Regions from separate parts of the Mus musculus genome. Here all the other regions are linked to region 3. The links are chromatin contacts, called in public promoter capture Hi-C maps. All regions are on one chromosome and are shown on one strand. The core of a region is the stretch at or near the end of the contact, and the rest is flanking DNA. Distances in the headings are between cores, read along the strand shown. Region 1 holds the start of Susd6 (sushi domain containing 6). Region 2 holds the start of Galnt16 (polypeptide N-acetylgalactosaminyltransferase 16). Region 3 holds the start of Cox16 (cytochrome c oxidase assembly protein 16). Region 4 holds the start of Ccdc177 (coiled-coil domain containing 177). Region 5 holds the start of Slc10a1 (solute carrier family 10 (sodium/bile acid cotransporter family), member 1).

Evidence for each region. Promoter capture Hi-C pulls out the DNA fragments that hold promoters and counts their contacts.
Region 1: a contact with region 3 is called in a promoter capture Hi-C map of liver, with 2.9 times the contacts expected there. The contact joins the promoter of Susd6 here to the promoter of Cox16 in region 3. A contact is called at or near these places in 5 of 39 promoter capture datasets (cranial neural crest, hippocampal neurons, liver and 2 more) and 2 of 115 datasets of contacts at active chromatin or transcription factors (acute myeloid leukemia and kidney).
Region 2: a promoter capture Hi-C map of second pharyngeal arch cranial neural crest shows a contact between it and region 3. The contact joins the promoter of Galnt16 here to the promoter of Cox16 in region 3. A contact is called at or near these places in 3 of 39 promoter capture datasets (the HPC-7 cell line, cranial neural crest and second pharyngeal arch cranial neural crest).
Region 4: a promoter capture Hi-C map of second pharyngeal arch cranial neural crest shows a contact between it and region 3. The contact joins the promoter of Ccdc177 here to the promoter of Cox16 in region 3. A contact is called at or near these places in 9 of 39 promoter capture datasets (cranial neural crest, embryonic stem cells, hippocampal neurons and 4 more).
Region 5: a contact with region 3 is called in a promoter capture Hi-C map of embryonic stem cells, with 6 times the contacts expected there. The contact joins the promoter of Slc10a1 here to the promoter of Cox16 in region 3. A contact is called at or near these places in 18 of 39 promoter capture datasets (the 3T3-L1 cell line, 3T3-L1-derived adipocytes, the C10 cell line and 12 more), 1 of 484 Hi-C or Micro-C datasets (cortical neurons), 6 of 115 datasets of contacts at active chromatin or transcription factors (embryonic forebrain, embryonic stem cells, epiblast stem cells and 3 more) and 1 of 9 other capture datasets (embryonic stem cells).

The regions. Positions count from the first base shown.
Region 1 is chr12:80,789,175-80,791,874 of GRCm38.p6, reverse strand. Susd6 (sushi domain containing 6) reads right to left here and starts at 1,343. Exons shown (of 6, transcript NM_178682.4): 1 at 1,060-1,343.
Region 2 is chr12:80,517,553-80,520,252 of GRCm38.p6, reverse strand. Galnt16 (polypeptide N-acetylgalactosaminyltransferase 16) reads right to left here and starts at 1,263. Exons shown (of 15, transcript NM_001081421.2): 1 at 908-1,263. The coding sequence starts at 1,084. It overlaps Gm26777 (a long non-coding RNA gene), which reads left to right and starts at 2,040. Exons shown (of 5, transcript XR_381753.4): 1 at 2,040-2,700. It overlaps 2310002D06Rik (RIKEN cDNA 2310002D06 gene), which reads right to left. Exons shown (of 3, transcript NR_045490.1): 3 at 2,299-2,686.
Region 3 is chr12:81,483,702-81,486,401 of GRCm38.p6, reverse strand. Cox16 (cytochrome c oxidase assembly protein 16) reads left to right here and starts at 1,265. Exons shown (of 4, transcript NM_001309809.2): 1 at 1,265-1,505. The coding sequence starts at 1,437. All of the region lies in intron 3 of Gm20498 (predicted gene 20498), which reads left to right.
Region 4 is chr12:80,759,435-80,762,134 of GRCm38.p6, reverse strand. Ccdc177 (coiled-coil domain containing 177) reads left to right here and starts at 1,420. Exons shown (of 2, transcript NM_001008423.2): 1 at 1,420-1,738; 2 at 2,609-2,700. The coding sequence starts at 2,637.
Region 5 is chr12:80,966,708-80,969,407 of GRCm38.p6, reverse strand. It overlaps Slc10a1 (solute carrier family 10 (sodium/bile acid cotransporter family), member 1), which reads left to right and starts at 1,329. Exons shown (of 4, transcript NM_011387.2): 1 at 1,329-1,819. The coding sequence starts at 1,464.

The DNA.
Region 1 (2,700 bases), core at 94-2,593, 690 kb after region 3:
CAACTCAAGACAGTTCTCATTTCTACTTGAATGTGCATCTAATGAAAAATGCAAAGCTCAGAAAACTAAGAAGTCAAAGCCAAGGGCATGTCTCTACTAGTCTCCACTAGATGGTGACAGCCTGGGTGTAGAATTCCCAGAGCACAAAAGTGTGTGTGTGTGTGTGTGTGTGTGTGTGTGTGTGTGTGTATGTGTGATTTTATTATTATTATTATTAACCAAAGGGATTCTAACACCAAAAACCGATTGACCAGTGAAAAGTGGAAAGTCACTGCGGATCTTGCAGATCTAGAAAGGACTAAATACCCATGGCTTAACTGAAAAGGATAATGTCCCCGCACCTCTCTTCGAACCCCAACCAACAAGAGCAACAAAGGGCAGCACACTACCTTGTCACCAAAGAAGTGTGTGGCAACAACATTGGGCCTCTGCTGAACTAATGTAAAGTTCCCAATGAACTTAATGCCTCTTTGGGATCCCCGGCCTTGCTGCCCTCCCAATTCCGTTACAGGTAAGTTTTTCCACCATGGTGGCTGTCCCGGGAGGGACCATCAGTCTCACAAGTAAGAAAGTCTATATGTAGTTACAGTAAAACCGAAACAAAACAGGAAATGGGTTCGGCAAGTTTCAGCCCACATAATAAGAAAAGTTTTTGCGACTGAAGAGGCGACCAGGCGCTGGGGCTCCAGAACGCTCCCGCGCACAGGCGAGCGGCTGCAAGGTTTCCTCAGGAAACCCACCTCGGCCAAGCCGGTCCCGCCGTGCGGAACCGCGGCTTCGCTGGACTGGAGGGCCTCCGCCTTGCAGCGCGCTCCACCGAGCCCGATCTGCTCTCCGCTCTCGGGCACCGGCACAACCACGCCGCCGCCCTCGGAGCGGCCCGACCCGGCTACTCCCGCGCGGCTCGCAGTGCTGACACCGGCCGGCGCGGTAGCAGGCGGCCGCGCAGAAGGCCCGCGTCCCTGAGGAAGTGCTTGCCCGCCAGTGCCCTGACAACCGGCCCCGCGCGCCGCTGACACAAAGCCGGCCCCTCCAGCCCGGGCGGCGGTGACAACTCACCCGGGAGCGGCGCCGAGACCTCCGGGAAAGGGGGCGCTAGCAGCTCCCGCGTCGCCGAACCCGCTCCGCCGCTGAGCGCGCCCGCCTGCCTGCACTCCCTGTCGGGTCCCCCGCGACGCCTCGCGTGCCCTGGTCTGGCTCACGCGGCCGGGCGCTGACGAAGGAGGAGGACGAGGACGAGGACGCGAGCGGTGGCCGGCTCCTGAGGATGGAACGCGGCGGCGGTGGCGACGGCTGCGCCAGCGTCACTGGCCCAGCTGTACGACGCGGGCGGGGGAGGCCCCGCAGAGGGGGCAGGGCAGGGACGAGGCCTGGGCGGGGTCAGGCACGCACGCAACAAGCGCAGGCGTCGCGCCGCTGCGACCGCCCCGAGGAGTCACGCGCACGCGCCTCTGACCTTGTCTGACACGCCCCTGGCGGCGGGGGGAGGGAACCTTAAAGAGACAGTCACTCGAACTGCTCTGGCTGTAATACTCTAGTTAAGCCACCTTCCTAGAGGGCCCTCCGGTTCTTTTACTGTTATTGTTTGGTTATTATTTGGATGTTTTAATTACTGTCATTTGCAAGGAAGTATACTGTTGTTTAAGAGCCTCTTCTACACACGTCGCCCATTTAGGTCTTGAATCGCTTGCCTGACCTATCTTCAAAGCAGGTTATTATCTCCCTATTAAGCTGTACTCTAGGTTAGGGTGTGTAACTTAACTATCTCAAAAGTGTCCCGAGGGGGTTAGGTGGGGGTGGAAATGTAGATCAGGCCATTCTGATTCTATAACGCTGGGGTGGGCTTCAGGAATCTTTTTAATGGGTGTCCCTGAGTGCTATTTCTGCGCACTCAAAAACACCTGGCAGATCTTAAATGGAGGAAACTGACATTCCAGCGAGGCCTGGGGAACCTAGAGCTGCAGGCTTGGCCCCTAGCTTTTTGCTCTGCTTCTGAGCCTCCTTGAATTGCTTTCAAGCGCGTCTTAGGTGAGCAAATTGAGCACTGGTCAGCTGCATCCATTTAACAGTGACTCTCACTACAGAGGGGTGGCCATATGACAGTAGGAACTATCTCTTTGTGCCTAGGTACTTGGTACTAGGTACTTGGCCTGTCTTAGAGGTGCTCAATAAATGTTGAAGCACTCCTTGAAAATCAGTGACTCATAAATTAAGAAGGCCTGTTAGCCTTTTCTTTTTTTTTTCTTTCTTTCTTTTTATTTCTATTTATTTATTTATTTATTTATTTATTTATTTATTTCGAGACAGGGTTTCTCTGTGTAGCCTTGGTTGTCCTGGAACTCACTCTGTAGACCAGGCTGACCTCGAACTCAGAGATCCGACTGCCTCTGCCTCCCAAGTGCTGGGATTAAAGGTGTGCCCCACCATGCCCAGCCTTTTCTTTTATCTGTGCAAGTGCCCTACCTAGGATCTACTGGAGTTTTTTGTTTCTTCTTCTTCTTCTTTTTCTTCTTCTTCTTCTTCTTCTTCTTCTTCTTCTTCTTCTTCTTCGTTCTCCTCCTCCTCCTCTTCTTCTTCTTCCTCTTCCTCTTCTTTCTTCTTCTTCTTCTCAGTTCTCCTCCTCCTCCTCTTCTTCTTCCTCTTCCTCCTCTTCTTTCTTCTTCTTCTTCTTCTTCTTCTTCTTCTTCTTCTCAGTTCTCC
Region 2 (2,700 bases), core at 14-2,513, 970 kb after region 3:
GCTGGGCCTGGCCACACGAAGCCATCACCAGCTGACCAGACGAAAGTGTAGACAGGACGCCCCCTACAGGCTCAGCTTGCCCCCACCAGGTTCTACTGTGCAGCTTAATCCGCCCCCCAACCCCTCGCCCCAGCTCCGCGGGAGCTCTCGGAGTACTAACACCGCTTTTGTTTCTCCTACTCGCTCAGATGTCTGGAGGGTGATCTCATGAGAGGGAACTGCCCAGCCCAACGAACACACAGTCCCCTTCAACTGCAGACCCTAGGGTTGGAGGCAAAGAGCGCTTATGAGTCAAGCCTTCTCCCCGCCCCTGGGGAGCCAGAAAACACCTCCGGGGAAGGTAGGGGTGGAAGCTGAAAAAATTGGTCCAAGTTGATCTTGGATGTGAAGGCGCTAAGCCAAGGGCAGCGCTCAGCGACCCTTCCCTTACCCACGCCGCCGCCCGGCGTCTTTTACCCCAGAGGCTGGAGACCCGGTGCGCACCACCACCTACGCGCTCTTGCTGAGCTCTGCTCCCACCACCCGCTCGCTGCACTCCAGGGCCAGCCGCCTTCTGGGGATGGCGAGACGCCCGCAGCCCCCTAGTCCCCAGCCCCGGTTGCGCGGGGCCGCGAAAGCCGCCACGTTCTCAGTCGCGCGCGCACGCCGGGCCCACCAAACTTGCAGCACTTTCTCCCTGCCCCCACATGCTGTCACCCTCCCTGCATCCAAGCACCCTGGCCCCTCCGGGCCCCGCACAGGTTGCCATAACAACGAGCAGGAATTCTCCAATATATACAAAGCCCGAACGGTGCTCGGGGCACGCAGCCCCCGGTCGGGCCCCGCGAACCTCGGCTAACAGCGGGGGGCAGGACGCGCGCCGAGGATCCCCGGCCCGCCGCTCACCCGGTGCGCAGAGCGTACTCACAATGAGCGGAATGGTGCGGTCCTCGCGGAGCTGCTCTGGTCTCCCGCCGGCCCTCTGCGCGCCGCGGCCGCTGGAGGATGCTGCATGGGCTCGGTTGTCCTGCCATAAGTAGTAGAAAGTGCCCAGGATCCAGGCTACGGTCAGGATGGCGATGGCATTGGCGCGGATCTTCCTCATGGTGGGCGGACGGGCGCTCCGCGTGGGGCCCGAGGCCGGCGTGCTCTCGGAGCCCGAGCAGGGGAGCTTGCTGCCCCAGCCGTTTGTTGTCGCTTGCGCCGGGCTGCTCAGTCCTGCAGAGCAGAAAAAAGAGAGAGGTGGTGGTGGTGGTTGGGGAGGGGGGGGGGGTGTGATAGGAAGAGACAGGAGCGCAGAGCGATCCTCACGGTCCTAATGCCCTTCAGCCCCGAGCGCGCGCGGCCCCGGGCGCTCATTCATTCGCGCGCCTAGCTGGCTCTGTGCTCCAGACGCCGCGGGCAGCCGGGGCCGCTGCGCACCCGCTAAAGAGCGCGCCCGCTGGGAAGTGGCGCGGGCCTTCCTCCCGCATCCCGGGTCTCAGCGAGACAGACGCGGGGTGGAATGGCGATGAACCAGAGCTGGTCTCTGCTCTCTCAACGCTCGGCTATCTCTCGCCCGTCCCCTGCCCCCGCGTGGCCCTGGTCTGTCTCTCCACCCACACCTAACCCACCGCCGAGCGGACCTGAGTCACCAGCGAAGACGCGCGACCCCTGGCCTTGGCCCGAGTCGCCTAGCTGCAGTTCCCGGCAGCGCTGAGAACTGAGCTCTGGCGCAGGGTTCAACCTGTGTTCAGAGAGTCCTTCGGAGGGGGCAAGGCTAGCGAGTAGGCAGTCTTGACTTTGCACCGGAATCCTTCTCGGAGACCCAGGATTCCATCCGCCTCGGTGGCCCGAGGGGGTGGGGAGTTGGAAGCTGATGCACTTGACACTCTGGAGAGCGAGGTGAAGCTGCGCTGCGGTACAACCAATGCAAGCACAGGGATGCGATCGCTGGACATCTTTCATTACCCTGGGGCTCCTAGCTTTCTCTTAGTTCCTATCCACACCGGCATCGCGGCTCCCTGAACTGTCCTGAGGCGTCATCACCGTTCCGTGAGAGTGAAGGGAGGCCATAGAGGCCAGGCCACAGGGTTCGATTAGTGGACAGAACCCTGTCTAAGAGCCCTCTGACACTTTTCTGACAAAGTGCAAAATAAGGTGGTGAGAGACAGGATAGACATCATTGAGATTCTGATTCTGCGGAGGCCCTGAAGTCGATGAGAGGTGAGAAGCAGGTGTGAATAATTCAGGCTCCAGGCAGAAGACAAGGCGGGCTAGGGCCTGTCAGGCAAAGGAAGACACACACTCGGAGCTCTGAGATACCAAAGTAGATGCTGCGGAGGAAGAAATAATTTATTGCAAACTGGTCTTCAGTAACGAACTACAGAAATGATTCCTGAAAGTATAGTCTTGCAAAGTGGTCTTTAGGAAGGCTTCCCAGAGAAAGTGGATAAATCTGGAGAATAGGAGGGTAATCCCAAAAAGGAAGAGAAGAATAAGGAAAGGGCAGGGACAGCCAAGGCCCTCAGGATAATATCTCATGAGAGCATGCTGGATACTGGCAAAGACCTGGTGTGAGTTGAGACTGGCCAGACTGGGCAAGTCTAGATACTGGAGGATCTTAAATGCCAGGAGCAGAGTGGACAGGGTGGTGCTTTTTGGATGATGTCAGGTAGGTTGACTCTTCGGAAAATCCAAGACAGGTCAGGCTTGCGAATGAAGCCATCTGGGGAATAAGGT
Region 3 (2,700 bases), core at 16-2,515:
AAAGTGTGATGCTTCAGTCCTACTTAGAAGAGGGAACAAAATAATCATGGGAGATAGAGGGTGGGAAGGTTGGGAGGAATAAAGGAAGGGGAGAAGAAAAAAAGGGGGGGCAGGGTCAGGTGGGAAGAAACAGGGGAGATGTACAGAGCCAGGATCAGGGAACTGAACAGAAAGGTGTGTTGCAATGGGAGATGAACAGGAGGTAGCCAACAGAAGGTCCCAGACACCAGGAAAGCAAGAGGTTCCCAGGACCCAATGGGGATGACATTAGCTGAAATACCCAACAAAGGGGAGGGAGAACCTGTAGAGACCATATCCAGAGGTTAGACATGACCCCCAGTTGAGGGATGGGGCCACCCACTTTTCTCAAAAATTTTAATCCAAAATTGCTCTTGTCTAAAGAAAATATAGGGACAAAGAGTGGAGTAGAGACTGAAGGAAAGGCCATCAGAGACTGCCCTACCTGGGGATCCATCCCATATGCAGCTACCAAACCTATTGTTGATCAATACCCATACAGCCATCACTATTGCCGATGCCAAGAAGTGCTTGTTGCAAGGAGCTTGATATAGCTGTCTCCTGAGAGGCTGTCAGAGCCTTACCTATACAGATGTGGATGCTCACATCCAACCATCGGACTGAGAACAGGGACCCCAATAGAGGAGTTGGGGAAGGACTTGAAGGAACTGAAGGGATTTGCAACCCCATAGGTAGAACAACCAATCAGATTCCCCAGAGCTCCCAGGGACTAAACCACCAACCAAAGAGTATGCGTGGAGGGACCTATGGCTCCAGGTGCATTTGTAGCAGAGGATGGCTTTATCTGGTATCCATTGGAGGAGAGGCCCTTGGTCCTCTGAAGGCCTGATGCTCCAGTGTAGGAGAATGCTAGGGCAGTGAGGTGGGAGTCGGTGGGGGAGCACCCTCAAAGAAGCAGAGAGTAAGGAGTAGGATAGAGGGTTTGCGGAGCAGAAACCGGGACGGGGGATAGCATTTGAATTGTAAATAAATAAAATAATAAAAAATTTTAAAAAGTTCAGTTACAACTGATGAGCCACGACTTAAAATGTGTTCATTAACCTGGTGCTACTTGTGCATTAGCTTAAAAACCAACCCCGCCCTTTATCTGAGTTTCTTGAGTCGCAGAAGTCAAGATCCAGAATATGCGAATTACAGATTTTCCAAATCGAAAAACCCAATTGCACCCGGCGTATCCTGAGGTCACGGAACCAGAGCTCAGAAGCCTCGACTTCCGGGGGAGGGAGGAAGCAGAAGTGCGTTAAGGCCAATCGTTTCCGTTTGCCTCGGGGAGGCTTATCAGGCGTGGACCTGGCACCCAAAGCCTGCGCTGAGTCTACAACTTCGCCTGAGACGTGTTGCGGGCCGCGCTGGGCTCGCTCTGGAAGCGGCTGACTAAGCAGGCCGCACCTTCTGCCATGATTGCGCCCGCTGTGTTGCGAGCTCTGCGTAAGAACAAGACTCTACGCTATGGAGTTCCCATGTTGGTGAGCGGCTGTGACGGGAGCAGGGGCTGCGAGTCCGGAAGGGGCGGGCCCTCTTTGGCTGAGTGGCGTATTGGTGCTGTCTTTCGGATACTGCTGACTAGGGGGTCTGTGGGAGCCACCGGAGCTTTGAGGTTTTTGTTTTTGTTTTTAAGTTCACGCTCAAAAGTGTACCTCGGGTCCCGCCATCCCCCACCCCCCGTTTCCTTTCCCTTCGTGAACGCGCGTGTTACTATCCCCGTTTTACAGTACCTTTCCTGGGTTAAATGTTGAGATTTTGCAAGAAGACTAATCAAATGTCTTCTTTAATAATTACATTCATTTGTAGTAATTATGTTCATAATTTGTTGTTTGATCATTGTTAAGTTAATTTGCTTTAGCATATTACGATATAAAAGAAAATAAACAAAAACTTTTAAAAATACAAGACATTTTTCTTGGTGTGGTTCTTGGCACGTGTGAAGTGCCTTTTGTATTTAAGCACTGCTAAAAGAAAGGTTGATTTTAGAAACGTAATATGTTTTTTTAAGTCGTCTTTGATGTGTCTGGATCTTGTTTTGATAATTAGGGAACTCTGCAATCTGCTTTAAGAGTTTTGGGGTAAGCGTTCGTTTTTATAAAATGACAGCAATTTACAAGGCATATATAAATTTTTTTATTTCTGCAAGTTCCTCTGCCGTTCAAAATCACGGATGTTGCTACTGACTTACCATTTATCACTATGGGAGTCAATTTGATTTTCTTTCAAAATTATAAAAGTCAAGATGTTATGGAAAGAAAAAAAAAATCTCAGGGCTAGGCTTTCTATGTAGACTTAGCACCCTGCCCTATTTTCGGGGCTACCCAGCAGGAAAGAGGCTCCTTTACAAATGGAAATTCCTTTCTTGGTCAGTTTTTAAATGGTCCTATCAGTCTTATGAAGGCACACTCTGGAACTCTGTCTAGAAAAAACTCTTAAGCCTAATTTATTTTACAGATGCCCTTCCAGAAGTTAAGCAAAGAGCACTTTCTATGCCCAATTTGAGAAATCCTCCTCTGAGTTCTGGGTTTCTCCTCTTCTGTTTTATAACGCGCGCGCGCGCACACACACACACACACACGCGCGCGCGCGCGCGCGCGTGCACACACACACACAGCTAGCTAGTCGTTCATTTCTGTTTGCTTTATGCACATACATGTGTGCAAAATAGCATTCTTT
Region 4 (2,700 bases), core at 171-2,670, 720 kb after region 3:
TCAGTTGAGGTCACCTCTTCTTAAATGACTCTAGCATGTGTCAAGTGGACAGAAAACTAGCCATCACAGGGACCTTACATAGATGGTGACATCCTCGATCTAGTTCCAGTCCAGACCTCTAGTATGACTTAACCAGCCACCTGTTGGATGGTCCTACTCTAATGACGGAGAGGGGCAACTGCCCATAACTGGCATTCCATACCAGCTAATCTTCCCTCCTGGATCCACGCTTTCCGTGTCTGTCTGTCTGTCTGTCTGTCTGTCTGTCTGTCTCAGCATCCCACTGCTCCAGGCAGCCATCCTTGATCCCTCACTTCACACACTAGAGCCAAGCTTTGAGTGTGGTTCCTTCCACTGTATTTACAAACCCCCACCTTCCTCCTTTCCTACCACCGCTCCCTTTCTGGTTCCAACATTCCCTGTGCTGGGTACCTGCAGTGCCTCCCCAACTGCTTCCTTAGTCTCTTGGGCCTTGCCCTGTTGTTGCTAGAGTTATGTTCCTAAAAAGTCTATCTGCGGCATTATTTCCTTGTTCAAAACCTTCCCTTTCCAAAACAAAACAAAACAAAACAAAACAAAACAAAACAAAAACTTTACTTTCCCCTCATGGTTTCCTTTGTTTGCTTGTTTAGTTTCTCTGTGTAGCCCTGGCTGTCCTGGAACTCTGTAGCTCAGGCTGGTCTTGAACTCACAGAGCTCCACCTGCCTCTGCCTCCTGAGTGCTGGGATCAAAGGCGGGCATCACCACCAACCAGCCCTTCGGATTCTTTAGCATCATAGTTCACCACACTCTCTAATGCTACACCTCCCCCCCCCCCCCATTCCTTGGAGGATTCTAATCTGGGATGTCTTTGGCCACTACCACTCACGATGGAAGGGTAGGATGAGGTGTCATCAAAAAGCACTCATTACATGGCATCGATCAGGATCAGTCTCATCGTATGAAACTAGCGACTCGGAAGCAGCATCCGCTGGTCACTTGTGTTCTGCCGCCTGAACCCGTGTGTTTTTGTCGACTGTTTTTAGTTATTTAGGTGAGCAAACAAGGTAATGGCAATTTCATAATGTGGCATCATTCTTTGTTCTCATTCGTTCTCCCATCTTAGCTTTCCTTAAATAAATAAAAATCACTATTTGGACCAGGTGCCCTCTTTCTACCCAATTACTTGCTGACTTGTTGGTCTGCTTAAGATCCCTTTGAGAAATATACTGATTCCTTCATTGTACCCGCCTAAGGTGCCCAAAGACTAGATTTCTGGTGATAACTGCTATGTCCACATCTCTCTGTATTACGTATGTATGCATGCATTCATTTATATGCATACATGTGTAGTTACTGTATTTTTAATTGCTTTGTCGTCCTCTAAGCAAAGAAATGAATACCCTTAAGTGGCCACCAGGAGGCGCCAGGAGCAGCGAGAGACCTGCGGTACCTTGGCGGTAGAGGTGGAGATGGATGCAGAGGCGAGGGAAGAACCCAGCTTCCTTTTTTAAGAATCAGTTGTGAGCAAGGGAGCAGAGCTACGTTATTTTAGGGAGACTTTGTCGCACTCCCCCTCCCCCGGGTAGGTAGCGTCTGGGATGTGTGCTCCCAGTTCGTAGTCTCCCATGGAGAGACGCTGGCTGCTGCAGCCGGCAGTAACCCGACCCCGCCGGCGCAGGGACTGAAGAGGCGCCGGGGAGAGCAGCGAGAGGCGAACAAAAGCCCTCGGCAAGGGGGCCGGAGCCCGGACCTGGGGTAAGTGAACCCGCTCGGAGACCTAGCAGCTCCCAGAATGGAGCGGCAGGGTTTACGGCGCTCTAAGAGCCCACTCCCCTGAGATGCGGTGCGGAAACTGGTGAGCATCAGCGGCTGATGTCTGAGTCCACCATACTGGGGTTGATGGTACCTTTAACTACACATTCGGCCTTGGAGATCGGGTGCATCTGGGAGGATTCAGGTGCCTTGTGCATCTTGAGCAAACACCGGGTGGGGGCTGGAGGAAGAGGAAGGCAGAGAGCTCCCAGCAAGCCCCGCTGGAGAGGCTGGAGAAAGAATCCATCACTCCACTCGGAGAAGCCTTTGGAGACTCTTTTCAGCCCTTCCATCTCCCGGGGGCCCTGCGCTCCGGGTCCTTTTGGTAGAGAGAAATCAACCATAAACTTCTTCCTAGGCAACTGGGGCCCTCGCAGCAATGCACTTTGGCATGCACAGGCCCCTTCCCCTTTTGTGTTCTTGCAAAGCTGCATCCCAGCAGCCCGCCTAAGCTACAAACAAATAGCTAATCCTCCGGGGAATCCTCCAGCGCCTCCCTCGCTGGCTGCAGCCTTCCTTGCACTTCAATCTTTGCAGGAAGGGGATGCAGCTAGTGGGCCTCACGCCAATGTGGTCTCCTGAAAGGCCCTGCATTCTAGGTCTGAGGGAGACTGAGGCTGCTGTCTAAGGCCCAGCGTCCCCCCACCGCAACTGCCCAGCCTGAGTTTTTGGGGCATCAGTTTTAGGATTTACGTTCCATCAGGCCCCTGAGCCTAATCTGAAATCGGATTAAGTTGGGAGGGGTAAATATGGCTGAGGAGGGAGGAACAGCTCACAGATCCTCTATGTCCCCCCGCCCCTCTGTCATCTCAGGGACTCCAACAAAGAACGAGGTTCAGCTATGGTGGACCCGGTGCCAGAAGAGGAGAAAGAGGGAGCGGAGCCCGGTGGCTCTGAAGGGGATG
Region 5 (2,700 bases), core at 80-2,579, 520 kb after region 3:
GTTCAGCTCAGGATGGCCATACCTGCCTCTCTAATGCTGCTGATGTTGCATGCCTCCCACCTGGTTTCCATCATGAGACCCACAGGCCCAACATGCAAAATAGAGCCATTGGGAGTGCAGTAAGAAAAGGCCACTCATCTGCAATGCCTAAAATTAACCTGCACACCCCACCTGCCCACAAACCTGGTAACTTCCTAGAATGCTATAAGCTGTCATTCTTGAAAAATAACAATGCCTCTTGGGAAAGTGGTTTATAGATTAGTCTTTGTTTGTTTGTTTGTTTGTTTGTTTTTGGTTTTTTGTTTTGTTTTTTTCGAGACAGGGTTTCTCTGTATAGCCCTGGCTATCCTGGAACTCACTCTGTAGACCAGGCTGGCCTCGAACTCAGAAATCTGCCTGCCTCTTCCTCCCAAGTGCTAGGATTAAAGGCGTGTGGCACCACCGCCTGGCATAGATTAGTCTTTAGAAACCCCCGCTACATGTCTGTCTCAGGGCACTTAGCTGAAACATTTCAGGAACTGGTTCTGACCAAAGTCTACCCCTTGGCTGGTATTTAATATTTAATAGAGCTTGCTTTATATATGGCCAAAAAATAGTGGAATTATTTTTTTTACCTGGTGCATCTCAAGCTTGCTACAACCTCACTTCCTTCTCTGAAGTCTCTCAAGTTATGGATACCTCAGGCACCAGCTAGTTACTCTCCACAGCTGGAGTTTCTCGTGAGCTGGGCTTTGGATAATCTCCAGGCTTCCAAGAGCCCAACGTACCCCAGAAAGTTTTTTCCCCTCTGGAGATAAGTAAGTCTTTCAGGGATTCATGGTGCCACCCCCCAACCAACCCCAACCCCCACAGGACACGTATGGTCTAGATATGGGCACAAAGCAAGGTCTCAGAGGAGGACAGTCATGGACACAGCCTCTCCTGAAGACAGCAACACCACATCGCCCCCCCATCCTGTCCCATGGCCCTCTGGCCTTTGCCACTTAGATGAGGAAGGCAAAGGCAGAAACAGTCTCTTTCTCTCGGGAACAAATGGTGACTCACTGAGGATAGGGAAGGCACCTTTTCCCAGGAAACAACCTGAGGTCTCCGAGACTGAGCTAGAAGCAGGAACTAAAGGGAAAGGTGGACATGTTTTGTTGCAGGTCCTGGATGGGTCTCAGAGACGCTATAGTGAAGCATGCTCAGCAGGGTAAAGAATGAACCCTGTGCTGGGTACGAGCTCCACTCGGCAGGCACAGAGGTCAGAAAACTTAAGCAAAGTAGGGGATCCGGGGAGATGAGGTTATGGGCTGTCTTATAACCACAACCGTGGTTCTGCAGGTTGCATAATCTTTTATTTGCCCACAGCTACATTTTGTCCAGAAACTCTGTCCTGAAAGAGGACTGAAGAAAACATCCAGCCAGCACTGGGCAAGGAAGGGCAGGAGCAGAGAGTGAGGTGGTGTTCACTGGGTCGGAGGATGGAGGCGCACAACGTATCAGCCCCCTTCAATTTCTCCCTGCCGCCTGGCTTTGGCCACCGGGCCACAGACACTGCGCTCAGCGTCATTCTGGTAGTTATGTTGCTGCTCATCATGCTCTCGCTTGGCTGCACCATGGAGTTCAGCAAGATCAAGGCTCACTTCTGGAAGCCCAAAGGGGTGATCATCGCCATAGTGGCCCAGTACGGTATCATGCCCCTCAGTGCTTTCCTTCTGGGCAAGGTCTTTCATCTGACCAGCATTGAGGCTCTGGCCATCCTCATCTGCGGCTGCTCTCCTGGGGGGAACCTGTCTAACCTCTTCACCCTGGCCATGAAGGGGGACATGAACCTCAGGTAGGACCGAGGGTTAAGAGGAAAGGGTGTGGGATGGGGTGCTGCCGAGATGTCATGATCTAGAGAAGATCTAGGCTGGAGCCAGGAGCGGGGAGGGACGTAGGAGCTGGATTAAGTTTGGCATTGATTGTCAAAGGTTTATGCTAAATTGGGGCAGCCTCTGGAATCTCTTTGGTTTAAATCCCAGGGGGAAAAAAAAAACATTAAGCTGGTCCAGAGGTATGTTAGACACCCCTGAACTCCCAGAAGTCTCTACAGGATCACTGTAAAGGAGAATAGATTTCGATGAAAGAGTTCCTCAGAACCACAGTCATCTGACTGGCAGGGTGTCAGCTCTGAGGCTGAAAATCTAGCAAGGGTATAATGGGTCCAGAACATTCCAGGAAGGCCAAGGTGACTTGGAACCAAACGAGCATCTTAAATTTCCTGCAGAGAAGAGACTCCAAAGGCTCTTCTCCAGTATCTGGGCATCCAAGGTATCTGCTAAGACCCTTTACCGAGTTGTCAGATGTGGTGAGATTGCCAACCAAAGAAACTTTATGTAGAATTGAGGCCCCAGCGATTGCCCAGGTTAGGCTGGGCTCCACTCAGTCTAACAAGAAGGGAGAAGGCTAAGACCAGCCTGAGCAGCCAGGTGGTGGTGGTGCATGCCTTTAATCCCAGCACTTGGGAGGCAGAGGCAGGTGGATTTCTGAGTTGAGGCCAGCCTGGTCTACAAAGTGAGTTCCAGGACAGTCAGGACTATACAGTAAAACCCTGTCTCAAAAAACCAAAAAAAAAAAAAAAAAAGACCAGCCTGAGCCTAGAGCATCCTGATCAGGTAGCACTCGTGAAGCGCCAGACTCCTTGGGCTTGGTGGAATATCTGTCCTTCACACAGCT